2 separate regions of the Anser cygnoides genome follow, and region 2 is linked to region 1. The links are chromatin contacts, called in public Hi-C maps. All regions are on one chromosome and are shown on one strand. Each heading gives the region's core, a stretch centred on a gene start, on an enhancer-like site or on the middle of the called end of the contact. The rest is flanking DNA. Distances are from core to core; before and after follow the strand shown. Region 1 holds the start of RHBDF1 (rhomboid 5 homolog 1). Region 2 holds the start of MRPL28 (mitochondrial ribosomal protein L28).

Evidence for each region. A called contact is a pair of places that touch in the nucleus more often than the background predicts.
Region 2: a Hi-C map of liver shows a contact between it and region 1, with 1.4 times the contacts expected there. The contact joins the promoter of MRPL28 here to the promoter of RHBDF1 in region 1. A contact is called at or near these places in 2 of 7 Hi-C or Micro-C datasets (both in liver).

Annotation. Positions count from the first base shown.
Region 1 is chr15:11,166,847-11,171,198 of Taihu_goose_T2T_genome, reverse strand. It overlaps RHBDF1 (rhomboid 5 homolog 1), which reads left to right and starts at 2,199. Exons shown (of 19, transcript XM_066977497.1): 1 at 2,199-2,467. It overlaps LOC136786429 (a long non-coding RNA gene), which reads right to left and starts at 2,117. Exons shown (of 2, transcript XR_010825059.1): 1 at 1,296-2,117; 2 at 996-1,192.
Region 2 is chr15:11,306,403-11,310,754 of Taihu_goose_T2T_genome, reverse strand. It overlaps MRPL28 (mitochondrial ribosomal protein L28), which reads right to left and starts at 2,218. Exons shown (of 5, transcript XM_066977527.1): 1 at 1,894-2,218; 2 at 1,638-1,790; 3 at 1,271-1,405; 4 at 561-647. The coding sequence starts at 2,184.

The DNA of each region.
Region 1 (4,352 bases), core at 950-3,449:
ATCTTCAGTTTTCCCCCTTTGCTAGGTGAGACCTGAGCTGAGTATTTCCTTTTTCAGAAAAAGATCAGAGGCTCCTCTATTTTCAGGAGAACTCTTTTTCTTCCAAATAGTGAAACCAAAGACCCAGATAGTGGTTTTTGTCCTCTGAGAAGTGCGTTTGCATCTGGGAAGCTCTTCTGGTCAGGGTGGGTACGACCGGCCTTAGGCTCACATTGACCCTGAGTGATGACACCCATGTGAAACACCACTGGAGGCAAACACCTGGTATCCCAGTCTAAACACAGAGGAACCCACCCTAGTAGTTGCTGGTTGGTCACCAGCTGGAGAGGGATGGAGAACAGGACTGCAGCTTGGGGCCAACCCCCCCTGCGAACAGATGCCAGCTTTGGAGGGGAATTTCCTAAGGCCTTCCTGGGGAGCAACATTCAGCGAGTAGAGATGGAAATACCTCCTTCACCATCTGAGTCCTCTGCCTGGTGTCTCGCAAGGACTACTTCTCTCCCCCCCCCCCCCCCCCCCAAGCAGGGCTCCTATCATAGAATCATGGAATATCCCACAAGGACCCAGTCCAACCCTTGGATCCACACAGGACCACCCAAAAAACAAACCATGTATCTAAGAGCATTGTCCAAACACTTCTCAAGCTCCAGCAGGCTCGGTGCCATGACCGCTGCCCTGGGGAGCCTGTGCCAGTGCCTGCACATCCTATGGACATGTCTCATGTCGTGATCACAGGCTGGACATTGCTGTCAGATGCTGGCATTAAGTCACTTTTTATCAATGTATTTTAGGCTGATACGACTCAGTGCACTGAAAGAGGAACACCCTGGCTGGCAATGGGAGCAAGGAGAGCGTATTCTTGACCAAGAGGGTAGAGTCTACCCGAATAAGCGCAGATGCCTGCAGTTGCCTAAGGGAATCCCACCCCGCAGGCCCGGAGGGACACTGAGCATGTGGGATGGAGTGAGGAGTGCTGTCTGTGGGAGCAATAAATCACGTTTCAGTGTAAGAACTTTATTTTTCTTGCAAAATGCACATGCTGTTGGAAGGAGGCTAAGAAAGAGCAGGGGTGGGTCAGAATCACGCTGGCTCCGGTGCGTTCCTTCTGGGAGGTGCTGAAGGGCCTGCAAGTTCATCCCTTCTCTCTCATGTTACTGGACACTTCTTTCCCTTGTTTATGTGGTAGGAACATCTGAAAATAATTTGTGTCTGTTAAGCTTCATGGGGCTTTGCGGACAAGCAGGGTTACGCATGCAATTTGGTCTCCACCTTGCCGAGGACCAGCTGGGGCTGACCTGGATACGCTCACCAGCTGAGGAGACGCGCTGAAGTCAGCAGGGCTCTGGGGGCTGCCTTCGAAGCGTGGCTGTCGCTGCTGCACGCGGGCACGGGCAGGGTGGTGGCGATGAGCTCCCCCTTCACACGCAGCACCGGCAGCCACCCCACTCCTCTCCAACGCCGTCATGTGCAGGTCGGCCTCGGAGGTGCGGCAAGATGGCAAGGAATACTCCCCCCCGCCCCCGGTTATTGCTAAAATGTAAAAAGTACGCAGCTGCAGGTTTGGGTCCAGCCGAAGATGGATGTGCATGATGCAGGCCCTACTGAAGCGTCCGCTGGGGCTTTCGTGAACCTCTGCACGAGCAATACATGCTGACCACAGAGCCAGATGGAGAAAGTTTGGGCAGCGGTCCCAGGACAAAGGCGAGGACTACTGAGCAAGGGAGATGGGTGTACGCCATCCAGAAGGGGGAAACGTTGAGGCCGGGAGGAAAGAGCGAGCTTAGGAAGGGTTGATACCCTAACCATGTGCCCGGAGAAGCTGTGAAGAACCGGATGGGAAACACAGGAATATTGGGGGTACTGGGGGGGGGGGAGACACCGAGCTCCCAGCTTCGGGGCTCTCCAGGCGCCCCCGGCGGGGCTGCTGGCGGAGCCGGGCGCTCCGGGGGAGCGACTCAGGAGCACGCCGAAGGCTCGGCGCTAACGGGACTGCCTTTCCCCGGCAACCCCGTCCCCGTCCCCGCGCGGCCGGGGAGGGGACGGAGAGCCCCGACCCCCCGGGAGCCCCGCCGGGCCGCTCCAGGCTCAGCCTTCACCGGCGAAGGGGGAGGCCCGGGGCGGGGGCCCGGGGCCGGCCGCTTCCGCCCGGCGCGGCGCATTCCTGCGCCGTGACTCAGGCGGCGGCGCGGCGGGATGAGCCCCGCGGCCCCGGGCGCTCGCAGCTCCCCGGCGGGGCGTTCGCCGCCGAAGCCGGCGCGGAGCCCAGCGGCCATTTGCATGCCGCGGCTGTGAATGGCGTGCCCGGCCGGCCGGCCCCTGGCACGGGGGAGGAGTCTCCGCGCCCTGCCCGGGCCGAGCTCGGCGGCGGCGGCGGCGGCGGCGGCCCCTTAAGCCCGCAGCGGGGCGGCCCGGAGTCCGGCGGCTCGGTGCTGAGCGCCCCGCCGCTGCGCTCGTCCCCGCCTGCCCGGTGAGTGCGGGGCGGGGGCCGGCGTGCGGGTGCGGGTGGGGAGAACGAAGGGTCGGGGGGGGGGGAGGAGGGAACCCCGCTGCCCCGGCGCGCACGTGAGTTGCGGGCTCCGTCCCGCACCGCGGCCCCGCCGCCTCCGCCGCGGCTCGGCAGCCCCCTGCTGGCGGCACGGGCCCGCCGGGCAGCCCCGGGCACCGAGCGGGGCGGCCGGCCGGGGGGAGGCTGCGGAGGGCCGGGTGGCGGGGCAGCCGCCTCGTCCCGGTGCCGCAGGTGGGTGACAGGTCCCAGCCCGTGGGGCCGGCGTGGGGCCGGCCCGGTCTCCAGCAGCAGCGAAGGCGGGGCCGGGTCCTGCCTCGGAGGGGTGGCGTCGGGACCCCCGGTGACCCCGGAGGTTTCGGCTGGAGGTGAGGGTGCGGGTTCGTGGCCGGCTTAGAGCTGACCCAGGGCCACGCAGGAGCCCCGGGCCCTTCCAGCTGTCCCTCGCCACGCGTTGCCACCCGTTTGTCCCCTTACGCTGGCAGTTTGGCAGCCACCTTGTGAGCTGATAGGGGATCATAATCTTTGGAGGTAAAGGTTAGTCTTCCTCTGGATCCAGTCCCTGAGCTGACTTTTCACACTACGCACTGCTGGCCTGATGTGGGGGAATTGCAGCAGCCCAAGGCAAATCTGGCGAAAATTCAGATATTCCATAGTTCTGTGAAAACTTCTGCAGGATTGCGCTCTCAGTGCTGCATCCTTTTGGGCTTCTAAGAAAGTGACCGGTCCTTTCCCCCCTTGTAGCGCACACACACGCGTAGCTGCTGCTGTTGCACTGGAGGGCCCCTTGCGTGTATTTTGGCTTGTGCTTTTCTTTCCCGCGATGTGAGAGGTGAGCGGCAGCACAAACGACTTCTGCCTGGCCTCGGAGTGTTCCTCGTGCAGCGCTTGGTTCTGGCTGCCAGTTCTCTTGCAGGTTGGCCTCGCGGTGGAGCGTGCAGCGTTGGTCAGGGATGCCGGGGTCTGGGAGCAAGCAGGAAGTTGTTTCTTTTCTTCCTGTTTTTGTCCCTATGGCTGCTGATTTCCTCTGGGAAGAAAGCTATACTTAATGGGAAGGGACAAGGCAGCAAACACTGAAGGAAGGGAACTGAAGGCACTTCTGAATGAAGCGTGGGATGAAGAAGGCGCACGATGTTTTAACGGCAGTAACGCTGATTCAAAGACAAGTAGCTCCCCTTGTGCCGTAAGTGGGGTAAAAAGGGCCCAGTTGGGACAAGCTGGGGAGTAGAGCCTTGGGAGAACTGGGTCTGCACTCCAGTGCGTGGAATTACCTTGCTTTCCAGCTCTTCTATCTCAGCCATGCAGTGTTTGCAAGAGGGGATGAATAGTGCTAGATCCATTGAGACAGTTGGAAAAACCAAATGGGCTCCTAGGTGCCTCCTTCACGTTTTAATTGTTAAAAGGACTTTCAGAATGGCCTTGTGTGCTTGAAAGCCTGTCTGCTCTTTTTTTTCTTTTTCTTTTTCTTTCCCTTCTCCAGCCTGTCAGCCTAGTGACAGCTATCGCCTCTCCCTCCTGCTGCTTCATCTGTAGATCCTCATGGCTACCACAGTGCTTCCACTGTTAACCTAGGTCTCCGCTGTCCTTGTGCTGGGCCATTCCTGAGCCGGGGCCCGGCTGTCCTCCCGAGGGGGATTTTGGGCTTGGAGTGGAGGAGCAAGCTTTGCCACCATCTCTGTGCTCCTTGGTCCTGAGTCCCCGGGGCGGCAGCAACTCTCCTGTGTGGCCGTGTGTCAGCGGTGTGCCCGCTTCAGCGGGTTCCCATGAAAGGAGGTTAAAGCTGTGTGGTGTAAAAGCAACTCCCACAAAACTAGTTCTGCTCTGGGACTTCCCATGACAGGCCTTTTTT
Region 2 (4,352 bases), core at 969-3,468, 140 kb before region 1:
ACACCCCTTGAAGGAGCTGGAGCCCTGCATGGTTCAGGGCCTGGCACCACCTCACGCAGTCACCGCTCCTGACCTTTCCATTTCTTCTGCAGCCACAACAGGAGCAAACAGGTCTGGGGGAAAGGCCACCAGCAGACACTGTGCCCTGCGCCACCCAGGGAGCCCTTTTGGCTCAGCAGCTCTGTGACACCCCATCCCCTCCATATTGTTTCTAACAAGCGAGCTGCCACAAAACTGAGCGAGCCCTGAACCTGCATCCAGTGGTGTAACAGAAGGCAGCCAAAGGGAAAGATGTTTGTGCATCAGGAAGGAGTTAGGAGCCATCCCCTACTAAAAATCTCTCCCCTGACAAGGGGGGGATCTGGTATTACAAAGCACTTTAGCCCAGCACCATGCTTTGGGCACCCAAATTTAACCGGGCTCAAGTGGCTTCTCAGGAGTTTTGGAGCGCTACTTCCATCGATGATGAGTGCTCAGGACACTTAGATCAACTGGATGCACAGCATGATGCAGCTAAGATGCCTCTGTGCTCGCAGGACAGCACCGCCTCAGAAACTCACCTTTTTTTCTAGGAGCCTCTGTTTTTCTATTGCTTCTTCTAAACTCAAGCCAACCCATTCAGCCTCCTCTTCTGGAATCACAAATTCCTGTGACAAAAGGAGGAACAGGTGGTGTAGTCTCTCCAGGTGAGGAACATGCAAATCCCCTCTGCACCCCACTCACACAAACACCTTTACTCCAGCAGGAACATTACTGCAGACAAGCCTCAAGCCCTGTTCCCTTGCTCATCTCATTTCTGACAAAGCTTGTTTCACCTTTCTCCTTTTCCCTTTTTCAAAGCGTACAGCACTGTGTACGCTGCTCTGCCTCTCCTTCCAACGCTTCTGTGGCTGATCACAGACGACGGATGGCAACCACCATCAGCTGCACAAAATTAAACAATCGCACTCAGGCCATAAGGGCTCCTCACTGCAGCGTCAATAAAAATTCTCCCTGCTGTTGGTAGTGCCAGCTTCTATGGTGCTTGTTGTAGATTCACAACAGAAACGCAGATCTTTGTCTGCCTCAGTGGTGAATACAGAAAGCAGCAGCCACAGAGAGATGAGAGAAACCTAGCAAATGATGTTTAGATCTTCTATACCCACACCCTGAACACAGGAGAACGAATTCTAGCTAATACTGCAAGGGGGTGAACAAGATGTTATCAGTCAAGACCACCAGCGAACACCGCTGCAGACACCAGAGCGGAAGCAGCAGGTCGGGTACCCACCTGGTACTTATTATAAATTGCCTCTCTTCTGGCTGGATCATCAGGATGCAGTCTGGGATCTCTCCGTGCGAGCCGCAGCAACATCGTTCGCTTCAAATCCATCCCCAGCTTCGAGCACAGATCCGCTTTTGGGGTCTGGCGAGAGAGAACTAACAACGTGAACACGCACCGACAGACGACGCGGAGAAGACGCGAGCCTACCAGCACGCGGACAACCCTGGCGATGTACCCAGACACCGCACAGGGCACACGTAAAAGGGGAAGACGCTCCCCGGGCGTTCCCTGACGCCGACCCGCTGGCGGCTCCGATTTTAACGCCCGCGGCTGCGGCCGGGAGGGTGCCGGCGGCGCGGGGCCGAGGCCTTGCCTTGAGGATGTAGAAGTCGAAGCCGTAGGCCTGGTCGATGAGGTCCAGCGTGCGCATGGTGACGGTGACGGTGAGCGTGGCGTCCAGGATCTCGCTGTAGAGGCGCCGCTCGAACAGCTGCGGCTTCCACACCTTGGGCAGCCGGGTGGAGAGCTGCCCGCGGGCGGGGCCGGTCAGGGCCGGGGGGCGCGGCCGAGGCGGGCCCCGGGGGGACGGGGGGCCCCGGGGGGCCGGGGCGGGGGGAGGCCGGCCTCACCTTGTCGTTGCGCGCGTAGCGGAAGCCGCGGACCCAGCCCTCGCCGCCCCACAGCCCCCGGTGCGCGGCGGGCGGCAGGAAGGGGGCCACCGGCACGTCCTGCAGGCGCTCCCGCTCGCCGGTGCGCGGGTTGCGGCGGTAGCGAGCCCCCTGCGGCCGCCAGTGCACGGGGGCGGCGGGCGGCTCGTCCTCCTGCAGCGCCCGCAGGCAGTGCGCGGGCAGCCGCGAGCACAGCCCCTGCCGCAGCCGCAGGGCCGGCCACAGCCGCGGAGAGAAGCGGTGCAGCGGCATGGCCGCCCCGGCCCCTGACGGAAGCGGGAGGTGCCGCCCCTGGGCCGCCGGAGCCGGGCTCCAGACGGCGGCCGGCAAGGGACACGCGGCGGCCGCCTTCGCGCTCCCCCCCCACCTCCATCTCCCGTAGTCCCCCCCCCCCCCCCCCCGCACAAACCGCAGAAATCCGCTTATTATCCGTTTATTAAACACCTCTCCGTTTATTAAGTTATAAAATCGGAAGCTTTAAAATCGGCCGTATAAAATAATCACGGGTATGAACAGCAAAGGAAAACAAATAACCGTTTCATTCAGACGCAGGGATTTCCTCGGATTTTACCCGAAATAATTAACAAAAATTAATAATTACAATAATAAAAATTAATAATTAATAACTAACAAAAAGCCCTTCCCCCAGGCCCACAGCACAGTTCTGCGTCATGACCCAAAGCGACACGGGGGAGCGAGGGCAGAACTTCAGCGATCGGACAACAACAACGGAGTTTCAGGCGTTTCTTCACCTGAAGCTTCACAGCATTGAAAGCCATAAAGGAAAAGGCCCGATGAGGAATTATTGCTTTAACAAGTCGAGGCAGCACCCTGGCTAGCACGGCAGCAAGGCGTGGAGGCCACGGCTGTGAAGGTGCGGCTGCTGCCCACCCATGTGCTCAGCCCACAACACGCTGAGAGGGCAAAAAGTGCCTAAAAGCAGTAAAATTGGGAAGAAGTGTGGAGCGCACTAAGCCCTCCACCCCCAAGGGATAAAACTGAGGGTGAGAGCCATTCTGCTGGCGTCCTGGCCCCCGGACGAAAGCTGTGAAACAAAGTGCAGGGACAGGGCGAGTGGCTGAGACCTCCTCAACACGGAGAGCTCATCTTTGTGCCCTGAGGGAGAGCAGGGACGGGGCTGGGCCATCCGACAGCCCCAGGTGATGGGCAGGAACACACAGGAGAATAAGCCTGCAGTTGGGTGTGGGCCACTGCTGCCTGCTCGCCTTTTTTCCTGTATGAGTGGTAGAAGGTGAAGGAGATGGGCGAGATGTGTCCTTGAGCCCCTGCAGGCTGGCACTGAGGAAAAATTTCAATTTCACAGCATGGCTGAGGCCAGAGGCCCCCCTGGGCCCACCTGCTCCCCCCCATCCCCACAGGGCCACCCTGAGTAGGGGGCCCAGGCCTGTGTCCAGGTGGCTTTGGAGATCTCTAAGGAAGAGACTCCACAGCCTCTGTGGGCAACCTGTGCGGCTCCGACACCCGCACAGCACAGAAGTGCCTCCTGGTGCTCAGAGGGAGCCTCCTGTGCTCCAGTTTGTGCCCACTGCCTCTGGGCCTGGCCCTGGGCACTGCTGAGCAGGGCCTGGCTCCATCCTCTGTGCACCCTGCCTTCAGGGATTTGTAGGCATCGGTGAGATCCCCCTGAGCCTCTTCTTCTCCAGGCTGAGCAGTCCCAGCTCTCGCAGCCTCTCCTCCCAGGAGAGGTGCTCCAGTCCCTTCATCATCCCTGTGGCCCTACATTTGACTTCTCCCAGTACGTCCAGGTCTCTCTTGTACTGGTGGGCCCAGAACTGGACACAGCACTCCAGGTGTGGCCTCACCAGACCTAGGCAGAGGGGAAGGATCACCTCCCTTGACCTGCTGGCAGTACTTTCCCTGATGCAGCCAAGGGTACCGTTAGTCTTGCAGCAAGGGCACAGTGCTGACTCTTGTTCTACTTGGTGTCTACCAGGACTCTTAGTACCTTTTCTGCCAAGCTGCTTTCCAGCTGGGTGGCCTCTAGTACGTCATGCCGCCCTGGGTTATCCCTCCTCCAGTGCAAAGGTAGAGGTTGAATTAACAGGCAGATTAATTAGGCAGAGGCTAGGTTAGCTATGAGAAGAGGTTAAAGTACAGAGCTGAGGAGAACGCTGGACATTTTTCAAGGCAAAGAAATAACCCTGATTCCTATAGACTAGGAAGCATCGTCCTTCATTAATAGCTCTTTCCTTCCAAAAGGAAGAGGTCTGACTCTGCAGACCAGCTCTGAGCAGCGTGCACACTAGAAAGGAGCACCAAAATGCTTGTGTCAGCTGTCACCTTAATGCCACACACACAGTGTTTGCCATCATTTTGATCCCAGAGGAGGAGGATGTGCACCAATTACTGGGATCACAATTTTGTGGAAATTAGCCAGCTTGCACACAGAATTGAACCAA